Regions from separate parts of the Mus musculus genome. Here region 2 is linked to region 1. Evidence: chromatin contacts called from public HiChIP or PLAC-seq data. All regions are on one chromosome and are shown on one strand. The core of a region is the stretch at or near the end of the contact, and the rest is flanking DNA. Distances in the headings are between cores, read along the strand shown. Region 1 has its middle 26 kb from the start of Emid1. Region 2 overlaps Gm11963 (predicted gene 11963).

Region 1 (7,843 bases), core at 1,769-4,268:
CGAGAAGACTGCTCTGGTCTCTAAGTCAAAAGAAAGCCAGCCTGCGACTACACTGGGTGTTTGGGATCCCAGTGTAATCTGGAGCTTTTCTCAGCTGAGCTTTTATGCACAAAAACAAACAAACAAGCAAACAACCATGACCTGGGTTGACATACTTCAGTTAACAAGAACAGTTAGCCATACGTGGAACTTCAGAAGCCATAAAATAAGGTTAGTACTGTTAGAGACCTTCCCAGAACTAAGGGCTTTGATGGATTTGATCTTTGTTTATGTTTGGGTTTTGTTTGTTTGTTTGTTTGTTTGTTTCTTGAGAAAGCGTCTCTCTGTATATAGCCCTGGCTGTCCTGGAACTCACTCTGTAGACCAGGCTGGCTTTGAACTCACACACTCACAGAGCTCAGCCTGACTCTGCCTCCTGAGTGCTGAGAGTAAAGCATGCGCCATCACTGCCCAGCTGGATCAGGTCTTTGTTTTGGTGTTGGCAGGTGGTGCTGTCTGCATGCTGAGTCTTCCAGCCAGAATGGCACTTCCATCATGGAGTCAGCTGTGTTACAGTCTGGGACCTGTTACACTATAAGACTTATCACCGTCCCCTCACACTGCCCACGGGTTTATCAGTTCGTGTCTCTGTAACAAATAGCCAACAGAAACAAGGGGGGAAGAGTCTTTCCTTCATGGTTTCTGAAGTCCAGTTCCTTACACTGAAGAAGGCACAGTGGGGAGTTGTGGTTACAGAGGCGAGGACAGGAAAGGGTTCATTTAGAATGAGGCTTGGAGCCAGAGCAGGTTTTGAAGAGCACTCTTGCTGCCCATCAGAGAGCTCAGCCCATCAGCAAGAGCATGATCGTCCATGCCTCATCTGTGTTGCTGACACAGGTATCAGGACCTCTACAGGAAGAAATCACATTACATAACAGTCTTATGTCTTCCATATTTCTTCAGTTTTGTCTCTTAAAAACATTTATATTTGTGTGTGTGTGAGAGAGAGAGACTTTGTGCGTTTTTGTACACTGAATGCATGCACACAGCCAGAAGAGGGTGTCAGGTCCCTGGAAACTGGTGGTACAGGTGGTTGTGAGCCACCATGCGGGTACTAGGACCTGAATCCTCTATGAGTGCAGCCAGTGCTCTCTCAACTGATTCGTCATCTCTCCAGCACCATTGTCTTATTTATTATTGTGTGTGTGTGTGTGTGTGTGTGTGTGTGTGTGTGTGGTGGGGTGCTGGGGTGGCAGGTATGTGCATGTAAGTGTATGTATCTTCTGGAGGTGGACTTAGAGGTGGTTGTAAGCCATCCAATATGGGAGGGTGCTCAGCAAGTGCAGTTACTCCTACCTGCTGAGCCTCCCTCAGCCCCTTTAAAGAAGGCCTTGTTAGGCTGCCCAAGTTAAAGAGTGCACACGTGCATGACTGTGTGTGTATAGGCACTAAAGCCCCAGCTAGGCTGTCAGTGAGCACCTCTGGAGGGGCATGAGGAGGAAGGGGATTGGGGAGCACCAATGGAGGGGCAGGAGGAGCACGGGAGCATTCCCACTTTATTTGATGTGTTTATATGTGGCTCAAGTAGTTTGCATTTATGAACTACATGTGCCATTTTGAAAATACAATGACATTGATCTTTAAAAAGGATGGGAGGCACAAGAAAGCAAGGGCAATCTAAGTGTCCCCGTCATTCAGAAGAAAGCAGCCATGTGTGTTTCCAGAGCACCAAGGAGAATATGTGCCCTGCTTGGACAAGTCACCTGGAGGTGTTCCAAAGCTACTGGTCTGGACCCATTTTGCGGTCCTGCATTACTTATGCCACTGTCCTGCCTCACCCCAAGTCACCCCCAGAGACACCTGCTGAGACAAACAAAGCTTGTCCCCAAAGCCAGCAGAATGTTCAGTTACTAGACCAAAAGTCCTTTTCTTTGAAAACTACAAAATAAACATCTCCAGCCCCATCCTTCCTCCCCATGTGCTGGCAGTCCAAGTTTATGTCTTTGGAAAGAGAAAGGAGAACAAGAAAAGAGAGGGGGGAAAAAAGAGCTCCAGCAAGCTCCCCTGTCCTCCCAAGCAGATGGCACCAAGTCAGTAATGAACTCTCCACATTTGGGACGTTTGATCTACCAGTGGGTCTGCAGCAAGCGGGAAAGCTGCTGAGGGAGGCTTCAAGGCCACGGGATGCTCTCTGGAAGGATGCTGGCAGCGTCTTTTAAATTGAATCAGGCTCTAGGGACCTATCGCCAGAAAGCTTCCCACACCAACCCTCGAGGCGCAAACACAAGAGTGCAGGGCTGACTTGCAGCCTTGATGGTTTGTTAACACCTGAGGGACTGTTTCTGGCTAAGCAGGACAAGTATACGATTTCATTTAACCCTGAGGGGCAGCAGTCACAGTCAGGCCTTCTCTGGGGTGTAACCAGGGACTGAGAAGGCCAGCTGTCATCAAATGCACCCTGACTATGAAATTCTGTCACCAAAGGCTCAGCCTTCTCTCTCTCTCTCTCTCTCTCTCTCTCTCTCTCTCTACCTGGGACTGAGCCCAGAGAGCGGAATTTGTTCCTAAGCGTCCATGTTTGGCAGTTTTTTGTCTCTGTAACAAATATTTGAGGATAAACATTGAATCAAGGCTTTGTGGGGCTTGGAGATTTGGAAGTTTGGCCTGTGGTCAGTCAGCCCTGCTCTGCTCTGGGCCTGTGCAGTGCATCCCAGTGAGAGCTTGTGTTAAGGAAAAACCTGCTCACCTTTTGGCCAGGCAGCAAGAGAAGAAAAGGGGTCAGGTTTGCAACAAATCCCCTTCAAGGACACACCCCAAATGACATAAAGACCTTCCAAGAGGACCTACCCTTTAAAGGTACCACCACCTCTCAATAGCAACAAACGGGGAAGCCACGCCTTCCACACATGGCTTTGGGAGGCATTGCAGACCTAAACTGTCAGTTTAACTGTGGCTTTGCCTCCATGGTCAGTGTCATCTCCACAGAGGCTGCTAGAAAGAACCAGACTAGAAAGATGGGGGTGAGAAAAGGGGTTCCACCTGTGCTATGGGGGAGCCACCATCCATGGTGGGTGAAAACTTTCCAGTCTGCTGCTACAGAGTCACACATACTCCTGTAGGCAAGCCTTCACTCATGCTCTGGTCATGTGTGAGCCTTGATGAAACCAAACTCTAGTTTGATATTGCGTTCTTAGAAGAGGGAGGGAGGGAGGAAAGGAAAGGAGGGAGGGAGGGAGGAAGGGATTTACATCTCCCCAGGGAAGAAATTCTCATTGTTCCAACCACAACACAAAGTAGCAGACAGTGAGTGCCCCAGCAAGGGACAGAGGGATGCTCGCTAACCCTGAGACCAGCCAGGCAGGAACCTAGCTTTACAAGAAAAAAAGGGGACTGGCCGGGGCGTGGTGGCGCACGCCTTTAATCCCAGCACTCGGAGGCAGAGGCAGCCGGATTTCTGAGTTCCAGGACAGCCAGGGCTATACAGAGAAACCCTGTCTAGATAAAAAAGAAAAAAAAAAAAAAAAAGAGGGAACTGGGAAGTGGGGGCAGGGGGGGATGCAAACCTATGGACCGGGAGCTCTTAGGGAGCGAGGACTTGGGGCTGCAGCTCATAGGGCTGGCCGTCCCAGGTATATGGCGTTTGCAGGGTCCTGTGCTCCTGATTTGGCTCTGGCTGTTGGCCTCCTGAGAGTCTTCATTATTTTTCCAAGAAGAGACTCTATATTTTCATTTTGCACTGTGGTGCCCACAAATTATAGTCAGTCCTGAGTCCAGAGACTCTGCTGCTGAGGCTAAACACTTTGCCCATCTATGTCTAGCACATACTACATAGATATTTGTGTGCACACCAAACATGTGTATACCCACCATACGTGCATATAGTCCCCGGTACCAGCATACCCTTTCAGACTTCTCCCTCCAAGACCTTTTTAATGATTTATTTATTTACTTCTTTGTGCACTGGTGTTTTGCCTGTATGTATATCTGTTTGAGGGTGTCAGATCCCCTGGAACTGGAGTTATAGGCAGTTGTGAGCTGCCCTGTAAGTGCTGGGAACTGAACCTGGGTCCTCTGGAAGAGCAGCCAGTGCTCTTAACCATCTCCCAGCTCCTACATGGTTCATTTTACCTATAAATATTTACTGAACATCATATGACTGATATGATAGGATATATGATAGTGTTGATGGCAAGGAATACTGGGACAGACAATGGCCTCTGCTTTGTGGAGCCTGAGGCCATGTACCCTGGCCAGGCTGGCCTTCTGGAAGTTACCTGTCTCCTTGTACCAGCTGTAGGCCACTGAGCGCGGAGGACTCCCGCCTGACCTGGCACCTAGCTCAGTTCACCAGAAGCCTACCCAGGGCGTTGGCCATTGGCTCGGTTGGGAATATTCTAGAGGATCCAGTGAGTCTTAGGCGACACAGAAGTTATAGACGCCCATCCTTTCTCAGCCGTGATGAGATGAACCTTTCAGAGATCAAGAGACCACGATCAAAGGGTTTTTATGTCAGTCTTTCCTTCCTGCCTCAGGCTGTGGTAAGCGGCTGTGATGCGCACATCCTGCTTCCTGCCTCTGCTGGCAGCCAGAATCTCTTCTTTAGGGTTGTTTTTTTTTTTTTAAACCACACTAGAGATCATGCCAGGGCCAAGGCAAGAGCTCTACCCTAGCACGTGTTTGTTTGTTTGTTTGTTTGTTTGTGAGGTAGCCTCAAACTCTCCACCTTCTATCTCAGCCTCCAGTATGCTGTGCTTAGAAGTCTGCACACTCAGAGACTCAGAGACTCTGCAGCGCTCAGCCTGAGCCTGGGGCCTTGGGGTGCTCTACCATCGAAGAGTCCCAGGCCTATTCCAGTGTAAACTCACGGGCCTCCAGCCTCAGTGGAATTTCCTAGTGGAATTGCTGTCTTTGTCACCAGTTTGACTCAGCAGCCAGATTTTAAGCCCCGGCCATTGAAAACTCTGCAGTAACGTACCTCAGCTGGTCTTAGGCACTGCCCAGAAAGTATGGCCGACAAAACAGCCCAGCTGTTTGAACAAAAGAAGCTGGTGACATCAGAGTGCCAGGTGGAGCTGCCTTCTCCTCAGACTGAAAGCATGTTCTCATGACGGCCTGTCACAGCTACCCCCTCACTTGAGGCAGGACTGAGTTATGCCCTTCTGGTCTCGGGGACCTGTGAGGTGAATTCTGCTCTGTTTCTCAACAAAACAGCATACAAGTCTACAGAATCGACTCAGTGGGTGTGTGCCTAGGTCCACACAGCATGAGGACCCGAGTTCAGATCTCCAGCATCCAGGTTAAAAAGCCAGGTGTGGTGGCGTGTACCTGCAGTCTAAGTGCTGGGACAACACTGGCCAGCCAGCTTAGCCAAATCAGTACCTCTGAGTTCAGTGAGAGACCCTGCTCAAAAACTAAGGTGCAGAGTGGGTAAGGGAGACACTTGACTTCAACCACTGGCCTACACAGACAGACAGACAGACAGGCAGAGACAGACACACAGACATACAGAGACAGAAAGAGATAGACAGATACACACAGACAGACACACAGATACACAATATACACAGACACACGACAGACACATAGAGAGTAAGTCAGAAAGACAGACACATACAGAAACATAGACACACAAGACACACACAGACACACAGAGACAGAGACAGAAAGACAGACAGATATACAGACAGACAGACAGACAGACAGACAGACACACAAACCACAACAAGAAACCACAAAAACCCAGAAAGTATGGGTTTCTGAACACAGTGACAGGTGGCTGGAGGGCTCCCCATGGGCGCTGGCCCTGACTCCCATGTGATTCAGCCCTGGAAGGCCATGGGAAGCCATGAGTGCTCTGTGTGGATCTGTGGCCACAGTTGTCTAATACCGTGGTTGGGATCTGTCACTGAGTGATGTCAAAGGTTCTAGGCTCAGGGTAGACTCTGGCTTTCCCAGAACCAGCAGCTATGTTGGTCTGCTGTTTCTTAGTCTTTGAAACTCTGTCACTCCTGAGAGAATTCATAGTATAGATTTAAGCATCCCTGGAGTCTCTCGCTGGACACCACCTCAGCTGTCACATCTTTGGTTATGTCAGTCAAGGGCCTTTGGCACTGGGAGCTGCCTATGCACCCAGCTCCTTCAAGGATGCCAGGTGGAGCCTGCTCCTGCTGTGAAGGCCTCAGGCCTTTCAGAGGACACACTGGGACTCGGAGGAGGACCACATTTGTACACCAGGTCTGAAAGAGTCTTTCTGATCACATGAGTTCCTGAATAACAGGTCCAAGTGACTGCACATCTTGGTTACACTCCAGAAAGACTGCCACTGCTGTCACAGCTAGAGATGGCCCACCTTCATGTCACAGGCATCCATATATACCCTGAGCAAGCACCCCACCTCGACCACTGCTTCCAGGATAGATGGCTCATGCCTCATGGGGGCTGGTGCTGGACATGTGTAACGGGCACCTCTTTGGTCCTTTGGCTCCAGTTGGCCCACAGACACAGGGTGTTAGCCAGGGTGTGATGCTGTGGTGGCCACATGAGGAAAATGATGGAGAGTGACGGTCTCAGTCCCTGGCTGCTGTGGCAAAACATCACGGTGCCAGCACGTGGCAGATCAGTGCTGCCCACATACTGGCCGGGAAGCAGATGAGGAGAGGGAGGAACCAGGCCCAGGCATACCCTCCAGGGCATGCTGACCGTGACCTACTTCCTAGCTCTACTGCCTCGCCATAAGGCCTTACACCAGCATCACACAACCACCGATGGATTAGCCCACTGCCTAAGTCAATGCCCTCAAGGTTTTACTGCCTCTGGGTGACATTGCCAACTGAAGACCAACCTCAGCATGTGGCCTTTCGATGGGCATTGTGTATCCCAGCCTAACAGGCTCGCTGCAACCACTCTCTGAATTCCTACCACTGCCAAGGCCCGGTCGACGCCATCTCCTGCAGAGGGACATCCACCACATCGCTTCTCCCTCTCCTTGCCTTTCTGAGCCCTGCAGACTTGACAGCCCCTCCTGTTGACAGCTTCCCAGTGCTTCTGTAGCAACGGGACCCTCCCAGGCCCGTTCATAGTAACAATCAATCAGGTTGAGGGATACAGCTCCTCGTAGGGACCTCACCTAGCACGTGCAAGGCCTGAGTTAGATCCCCCATGTGGCCAAACAGCCCTCATTAGAAACTCCCAGCCCTGCATAGCCTGCCTGTGTCTGAGGTCCTATCAGGTGCCCGTACATAAACACCTCCTCAACGGCTACGAGGACCGTCGCCATGGCCCCACTCCAACCCCTTGTATATAATCTCCTTGCCCTGATTATATCTTTCTTATATTGAGGCCTAGTCCCTGTTCTGGACGCCCCACTTTCAGAGGTAATTTGGGGGATACCCACACCCTCAGGAAGCTGCCTGTTTCCAGTCCATTTACCTCCCACCCTCTCTATAGAGGGCATGCAGAGGTGGTCAGAGGGCCCAGGCACGTGCGAAGGTGGCTCTCTGTCCTCCTCCTCCCCTGCCCCAAGGCCCAATCGGTCACAATGGTGTCAGGGCCTCTCTGTGGCTCCAGCTCTCCCAAGATGGTTCTTCCAGCAGGCTGGCCTCACACTCACGGCAATCCTCCTGTCTCTGCCTTCTGAGTATTGGGCTCACGGGCATGAATCACCAGCCCTTGCTTCCTCTCTTTTAAAAAAAAAATGATGATGCATGTGTTTGGGGTTATGTGCATGTGAGTTCAGCTGCCCTCCAAGGCTGGGGAAGTCAGATCCCCTTTGGAGCTGGAATGGGGGTGCACACCTTCAATCCCAGCACTCGGGAGGCAGAGGCAGGCAGATCTCTAGAGGTTCTGTAGACCAGCCTGATGTACA
Region 2 (7,843 bases), core at 3,826-6,325, 330 kb before region 1:
TTAGACACAAACCACACCCAGACATCCGTTTTCCTCTATTAAGCAGGGAAGAAAAATTAAAGTGGCTGCCTTCTGACTCAGGCAAAAAAAAAAAAAAAAACAGCAGCAAAGGACCTTGCAAATGTCATTTTGAAGACAAAAGGGAGGTCTGCGTTAGAACGGGCTAGGATGTGGTGATGTATTAGAACAGGCTAGGATGAGGTGATGTATTAGAACAGGCTAGGATGCGGTGATGTATTAGAACAGGCTAGGATGTGGTGATGTATTAGAACAGGCTAGGATGCGGTGGGATATTTTGATTGGACTAGGATGCCATGGTGTATTTTGATTAGGCATGTTAATTTGCTGAATCAAAGGGGGCTTTTGATTGCCAGACTTCAATACTTTGATAGTTGGGCCTGGGGGTAGTCAGCCTCAGGAAGAGAAAGTGGGCAAATAAGGGAATAGACCTTGTGGCTAGCTTTAGGAATGTCATCTAATGGTTTTTAGCAAGGCAGAAGGAATGGAGGGAGAAGGGTGAGGCTGCAGAGCCATGCTCACCATGTGCAGGATGGCCAGAGTCCCTGCAATGCACACTCTCAACTGCCAAGTCCACTCAGGACCTTTGGACAGCAATTGAATTGCCAGATTTCCTAAGAGTTCCTTCCTCCCTCCCTCCCTCCCTCCCTCCCTCCCTCCCTCCCTCCCTCCCTCCCTCCCTCCCTCCCTCCCTCCGTCCCTCCCTCCCTTCCTTCCTTCCTTCCTTCCTTCCTTCCTTCCTTCCTTCCTTCCGTGCTCTTTCCTTTCTGTCATTCATTCATTTCTCTGAGGAGCATGGCTTACTGGCCTCAAATTCACAATCCTTTTGGCTTTCCCCCCAGTTGGGATTTCAAGCATGCTCCACCACACCTAGCCTGCAATAGACTTTAAATGGCAGAACATTGGTCCGATGCTGAAGACTGTCTTCCACCATTCTCATGAAGGCAGAACTCAGAGGCAGGCTGTCTCATCGTGGACACAGAAGGGCTGGAAACGCTCATTTGGCAGCCTGCGGAGTGTCTATCTGCTCTGTTTTTTTCCTGTCTATTTTGTTCAAAGAGCCTACTTGAAAACACACAGCTTCCAGATTCTCGTGAAACTGAAGATGGCCGTGTGGTACAGTTTGAACCAATGTGTCAGCAGAAGTTCGGAGGCGTAGAGGATTCCAGGAAGTTTATTCAGTGGTGAGGACTTCGCTGGGAGCCTTTCACCTCTTACCTATTGACTTCACTTCCTTTCCTCTCATCCTGCCTGGAAAGTTGACCTAGTTCCAAAACTGGAGAGGGTCTCAGTGGCCATTCTGCAAGTATGAGGAAAGCAAGCTCATGTATGCTAAAGATGTGAGAAAGAGCCTGGCTACCTCATGGCTTCAGAGCATGGCCTTCTACCCAGGACTGAGCACTCCCACATGCACAGTTATGCAAGAACTGTAAATACCAGGGCAGCCGGGTTCCCATGACATATCAGAAAGCATGATCCCTGCTTTCCCCACTGCCTGGGATGGCCTCTCTGAACACTGAGACTTTTGTTGCTCTCATGGATGGGTTGCCAGCACTGGGAGGAACCACCCCTGAGCAGAGAGAGCATCTGCAAGTAGCTGGTCCTGCCACAGTAGCCTGCTTTCTGATGCCAGGAGATAAGATGAGACACTTAGCAGGAGTCACTCTTGTGAGTGATTAAAAGATAATCAGCTTAGGACCATTGATGACTCTTCTTGTTTATCCCTGTCTCAGCTGCAGCCCTGTCTCATGTGAGATGGGTTGTGTGTGTGTGTGCATGCGCTTGCGGTCACCCGTGTGTGCACTCAAGTGTTCATACAGGAGTGTATGTTCAAAGGCCAGAGACTGGCTTCTGGTCTTGCCTATCACTCTTTACCCTATTTGGGGACTCACGGTTTCACTGAGTCACTGTGGCCAGCCTGGCTCACCAGCAAACCAAGGGATCTTCCTGTCTCCTCCTCAGGGTGTGCAGGTGTGTGCCAGTGTGCCTCTTTGTCATGTGAGTGCTGTCTCCTCCTCAGGGTGTGCAGGCGTGTGCCAGTGTGCCTCTTTGTCATGTGAGTGCGGGAGACTTGAACAGGGCTCCATCCTCATGCTTCTGTGGTGGCCACCTTGGCAGCTTGAGCCATCTTTCCAGCCCCTCCTTCCCTTTTATTATGCTCACAAATCCCATTTCCTCTTTCTGTTTAAGTCAGTTTTTCTACCTCAGAATTATTGACATTTGGCGCTAGACAATTCTTTGTGGGGAGGTTATCCCATGTTTTGTGCCACACGAGGTATTTAAAGCATGTCTGGGGTCTTTACCTACAAAATCCCTTGCCTCTCGCTAAGACTCACTGCTCTGAACTCAAGGCAAGCATCCCTCCAGATTGTACCTGCTGTTCCTATAGCTCAGACCGACCTGTCATCCCCAGAGCAGACCTTGAAGGTAGCGGCTGCCTCTGGTTCCTGCCTACATCTATCCGCCTGACAATCAGCTAGTCAGGTGTAGAAATTGTTCTGAAGAATGGGCACAGAATTCAGCATGCTTCGTACCACGATTTTCATGTGCATTTTGCTTGTGGTAATGCCACAACTTCGGCAACAAGCAAACAAATAAATAAACAAAACAAGCAAACAATAAGCCCATCACACTGAGGAGGACTAACCCAAACACACCAATCAAGATGAAAAGGACTGGACTTAGTGGTACACTTCAGAAGTTGAGGGAGAAAGATTAATTCAAGGCCAGCCTGGGCTTCGAAATAAGAATCTGTCCAAAACCAGAGAAACGTAGAGAGGAAGTTGGGATGACATTTTATCGTCTCACAAACTTGGAACTTTTAAACACTTAGAGCCATTAATTCTGTGTGTCTGAGTGTGAACAGGCATACAGTGTGCACGTGGCTATACCTTTGCACTCCTGTGGAGGTCACAAGAGAACTTGTGGTCATCAGCTCTTCCATTCCATAGAGGGTCCCAAGGACCAAACTCGGATCAGGCGTGGAGCAAGTGCCTTACCCTGAGTCATCTCACTGGCCCCCAAATTCACTCTTAAATAAAAGATGGGTAGGTGGGGGGAGGGTGTGGGGGACTTTTGGGATAGCATTGGAAATGTAATTGAGGAAAATACGTAAAAAAAATAAAAAAAAAGAAAATAATAGAAGTTGAGGGAAAGTTAACTGCTGTATTTTAAAATCAAAGACGTAAAATTTTGTTCTAAATTTACAAGTTATTTTGTACAAATTATATTCTTCCACTATTCAGTTGTGAATTACTGGGCCTCATAATGTGTTTAGAAATAGACTCTAAATTCGTAGTTTTTAAATGAAACTCTTAAATTATCCTTAAATATGTCCCTAGCATACATTCCTAAGAAATGTCATGTCGAACAGATTTGAAGCTTGAGGGACCTTTCTTGTTTTACCAGACAGTTGTCTTTCATTTTAGAGAAGACTAGCAAGGTCTGTAGAATTAATAAATATTGTACAACTTTGCAAGGAAGGGAACTGCCAATAATTATCTATGCAGCTGCTAATAAAAACAAAATAACATTGTAGTTAAGAGGATAGGACGAATCCATGTGTACAAAATTTACCTGCTTAAGATTCTAGGGGATACCAAGGAACAACATTTATAGCAAAACTTTCTTCCTATTACAATCTTTTATTAAGTCCTTCATTTAGTGTAGAGGCAACCATGTTAATATTCAAAACAATAATTAAATTAAAATGACTGAGTGTTGTAATGTGCCTTGAAATGGTCAATTCTTATCTTTCACTCTTCCCTTTATACAACAAGATATAGTCGTCAAAAATTCAAATAAAATCACTTTATCTTCAAAAAAAAAAAAAAAAAAAAAAGATGGGTAGATGTAATCCTAGCACTTAGGAGTCTGAAGCAGGAGGATAGTCTCAAGTTGAGGCTAGCCTAAATTACATAGCAAGACCCTTTGGGGGAGGGAGGGAGAAAGGAGTAAAATACCCAAGCTTTCTTAAATGATCCAGCTGAGGATGAAGAACAAATTCTTATATAAAATTCATTTCTCTTGTGAAATAAAATTTGAATGTTAATCTTGCAAAAAGTGCCAGGGGAGAAACAGACTAAGCTGTGTTTACAGAGGCTACAGATACAACCGTGTATAAGCTACAGATACAACCCTGTAGTTTTCTATGCTATATTTTTTAAATGGTGTAATTTACAAGGTTGAAAAAGTAAGAAAAGCTTGAAATTAAATAAGATTTAAAAGATAAGTAAAGCCAGGGGGTGGTGGCACACACCTTTAGTCCCAGTACTGGAGAGGCAGAGGCTGGCAGATTTCTGAGTTCAAAGCTAGCCTGGTCTACAGAGTGAGTTAAGGACAGCTAGGGCCGCATAGTGAAACCCTGTCTCAGAAAAAAAAAAAATTAGTAAAATGTATTAGCCTGGGGTTTATCGTGTCTTTGAGAATGTTCTTCTAAAAATGCATCGCATTTATTTGTTTATTAGTTGTGTGTGTGCGCGCACGTGTGCGTGTGCTGGAGAGCATGTTTCTGTACATATGGCAGGTGTGAGTGTGGAGGTTAAAGGTCAACCTGAGGATGGATCAGGCTTGGTGACAGGTAATTTTAGTCACTGAGCCATCTTGATAGCCCAAGAGTTTTTTGGATTTTGGTCTGCTTTTTTTGTTTGTTTGTTTGTTTGTTTTATTTGTTTTTTAACCAAATATTTTTTTTTTAAAGATTTATTTATTTATTTATTATATGTAAGTACACTGTAGCTGTCTTCAGACACTCCGGAAGAGGGCATCAGATCTTGTTATGGATGGTTGTGAGCCACCATGTGGTTGCTGGGATTTGAACTCCGGACCTTTGGAAGAGCAGTCGGGTGCTCTTACCCACTGAGCCATCTCACCAGCCCCCTTAACCAAATATTTTTTAAAAAAAACAAAAAACCTGGTTTTATGAGGTGAAACTGTTTACATGGGGGGGGTGGGGGGGCGGGGTTAAGAGAGGAATGCTAATCGGTCAGAGGTGTTCTGGTCCTGAGTAAGCACATCTGCCCATTCTTTGTTGTACTCTTGTCTGATGGCTTTAGGAAAACATGCAAGATCTCTGCAGGCACTCTTGGTTTGACCAGTTGCATTGAAATCTTTTGACTCAGTCATGGGGGCGGGGCGGGGGTGGGGACGACGACGGAACCAGACCCCAGGGAAAGCGATTTCTTCTTCTCATGCTTTTGTTTTCTTTAAAGCCTGGTTTATTTTCGTTTCATAGTATTAATCTTTTCTTTACAGAGTTGGAGATAGGAGCCAGGGCCTCTCCCGATGTAGGAAAGCACTCTACCACTGAGCGACACTCCCCGTCTGTCAGCCGGATGTCAGTTCCTGAGCAGTTTGAACTTTGAGATGTTCCGAGTGTGGAGGCAGGAAGTCCCGGGGTCAGAGTGGTGTTTCTTACGATTCTGTGACCATTGACCTCTTCTGGGAAAGAGTTGCGTGGGTTACTTCCTGAAGTTCACTGGTAGTTTTTAAGGGTTCCAAGAAGTTCAACCCTCCTTTGGGAGGTGGGGTTTTGCAGAGTGCTAGAGTCGGCTTGCCCAGGGCCTGGAAGTGCACAATCAGGAAAAGGTTCATTTTGCTGAACAAAGGTGTCCACTCCCAGCCGCGGCAGAGAATAAATCCAGTTTGTTTGTTTGTTTGTTTGTTTTAATGTATTTTGTTTGTTTTGTTTTGTTTTTTCCATTTTTTGAGGCAGGATTTTTCTTTGTAGCCCTGGCTGTCTTGGAACTCGATCTGTAGACCAGGCTGACCTCAGACTCGGAGATAGATCCCCCTGCCTCTGCCTCTGCCTCTGGAGTGCACCCTGCCACCCAACTTCAGATATAAATAAATTTTAGCTATCCATTGTCCCTAAGTCTTCTGGACTCAGGTTCAAAGGCATCAAGGAAAGCCAGTTTGTCTTCTTTCTTTTAAAGAAGTTTAACCATCATGGCTCCTCTTCATCACTGAGGAGAAAAGAAATCACTCCATTGGCACTGAAATTTCTGAAATCTTTTATTTTGATATGATTTAAATTTTACCCAAAAAGGTCTAGAGAGGCAGTGCAGTGGTTAAGAGCACTCGTTGCTCTTGCAGAGAACACAGATTGGATTCCTACACCGAATGGTGGGTCACAGCCATCCCACCCGTAACTTCACAATCAAGGGATCTAATGCCCTCTCCTGACCTTTGAGAGGACAAAGCGTATACACACCTGTAGAAAAGATACAAAGGGGATGAATACATCTGATTTCACTTTTAATCCTTTTATTTGACCACACACACACACACACACACACACACACAAGCTGTGAGGGCTGGAATGGAAAGAAGCTGTCTAACAGCAGAGCGGGGGTGGGGGTGGGGTGGGAGGGTGTGAGCGCGAACTCTGAGGAGGCTTAGGATTTCAATTCCACAACAAAGACCCACATGGATATGGGAGGACAGAACCAACCTCAGCAAGTTAGTGATCCTATGAAGTCTGCATGGTGTGTGCATACACAGACACTCACACTCACAGACACACAAACACACACACACATACACGTACTCACAGACACACATATACAAACACATATACATATACACACATATACACAGAGACACAAATACACACAGACAGACACATATGCATATACACACACTCACACACACACACATATACACATACAAACACACAGACATATACACAAATACACATATAAACAAACACACACATATACACATACACTCACACAAATACACATATATATACACACAGAGACACATACATATATACATACATACATACATACATACATACATACATACATCTCACTTACAGAAATACAGGAGAACACTGCTAAACAGGTAGAAGCCCTTAAAGAGGAAACACAAAAATCCCTCAAGGAATTACAAGCAAACACTGCTAAACAGGTAGAAGAAACACAAAAATCCCTTAAAGAATTACAAGAAAGCACAACCAAACAGGTGATAGAATTGAACGAAACCATCCAAGATCTAAAAATGGAAGTAGAAACAATGAAGAAAACCCAAAGGGAGTCAACTCTGGAGATGAAAGAAATCAGGAACCAATCAGCAACATAATAAAAGAGATGGAAAAGGGAAACTCAGGTGCAGAAGATTCCATAGGGAACATGGACACAACAATCAAAGAAAATGCAAAATGCAAAAAGCTCCTAACCCAAAACATCCAGGAAATCCAGGACACAATGAGAAAACCAAAACTACAGATAATAGGAGTAGATGAAAATGAAGATTTTCAATGAAGGACATGTAAATATCTTCAACAAAATTATAGAAGAAAACTTCCCATACCCAAGGAAAGATATGCCCATGAACATACAAGAAGCCTACAGAACTCCAAATAGACTGGACCAGAAAAGAAATTCCTCCTGACACATAATAATCAGAAAAACAAATGCACTAAATAAAGATAGAATATTAAAAGCAGTAAGGGAAAAGGTCAAGTAACATATAAAGGCAGGCCTATCAGAATTACACCAGACTTCACTGGTGTGACTCTGAAGCAGTAGTTGAGGGCTCACATCTTGATCCACAACCATGAGGCAGGGGCGGGGCGGGGGGGGGGTGCGACTTGGAATCTCACAAGGCTGTTAAAATTTCAAAGCCTGTCCCCAGGGACACCCTTCCTCCACAAGTCTAAACCTTCTCATCCTTCCTAAACAGTTCCACCAACTGGAAACCAAACATTCAAATACATGAACCTATGGGGCCATTCTCATTCACACCATTCCAGTGGACAGAGGAGGAACTGGAAGGGAGGGAGGGAAATTGGAAGGAGACTCATTCAAACACATTAAAAAGA

Evidence for each region. HiChIP or PLAC-seq counts read pairs in DNA pulled down with a chosen protein or histone mark.
Region 2: an H3K27ac HiChIP or PLAC-seq map of double positive thymocytes shows a contact between it and region 1, with 4 times the contacts expected there. The contact joins two enhancer-like sites. A contact is called at or near these places in 2 of 39 promoter capture datasets (the 3T3-L1 cell line and hippocampal neurons), 1 of 15 datasets of contacts at CTCF or cohesin (the NIH/3T3 cell line), 1 of 484 Hi-C or Micro-C datasets (nephron progenitors) and 5 of 115 datasets of contacts at active chromatin or transcription factors (the 230-238 cell line, double positive thymocytes, embryonic stem cells and 2 more).

What each region holds. Positions count from the first base shown.
Region 1 is chr11:5,173,991-5,181,833 of GRCm38.p6, reverse strand. No RefSeq gene overlaps it. Among named protein-coding and RNA genes, the nearest start is that of Emid1, 26 kb to the right of the region's middle. Within about 2 kb of position 3,018, at least 69 of the 459 cell types and tissues checked have an H3K27ac peak or open chromatin away from gene starts, as enhancers often do. A contact at or near this core is called in the 230-238 cell line and double positive thymocytes, where this site is marked.
Region 2 is chr11:5,503,618-5,511,460 of GRCm38.p6, reverse strand. Gm11963 (predicted gene 11963) reads right to left here. Exons shown (of 3, transcript NR_166837.1): 3 at 5,212-5,981. Among named protein-coding and RNA genes, the nearest start is that of Xbp1, 13 kb to the left of the region's middle. Within about 2 kb of position 5,075, at least 121 of the 459 cell types and tissues checked have an H3K27ac peak or open chromatin away from gene starts, as enhancers often do. A contact at or near this core is called in the 230-238 cell line and double positive thymocytes, where this site is marked.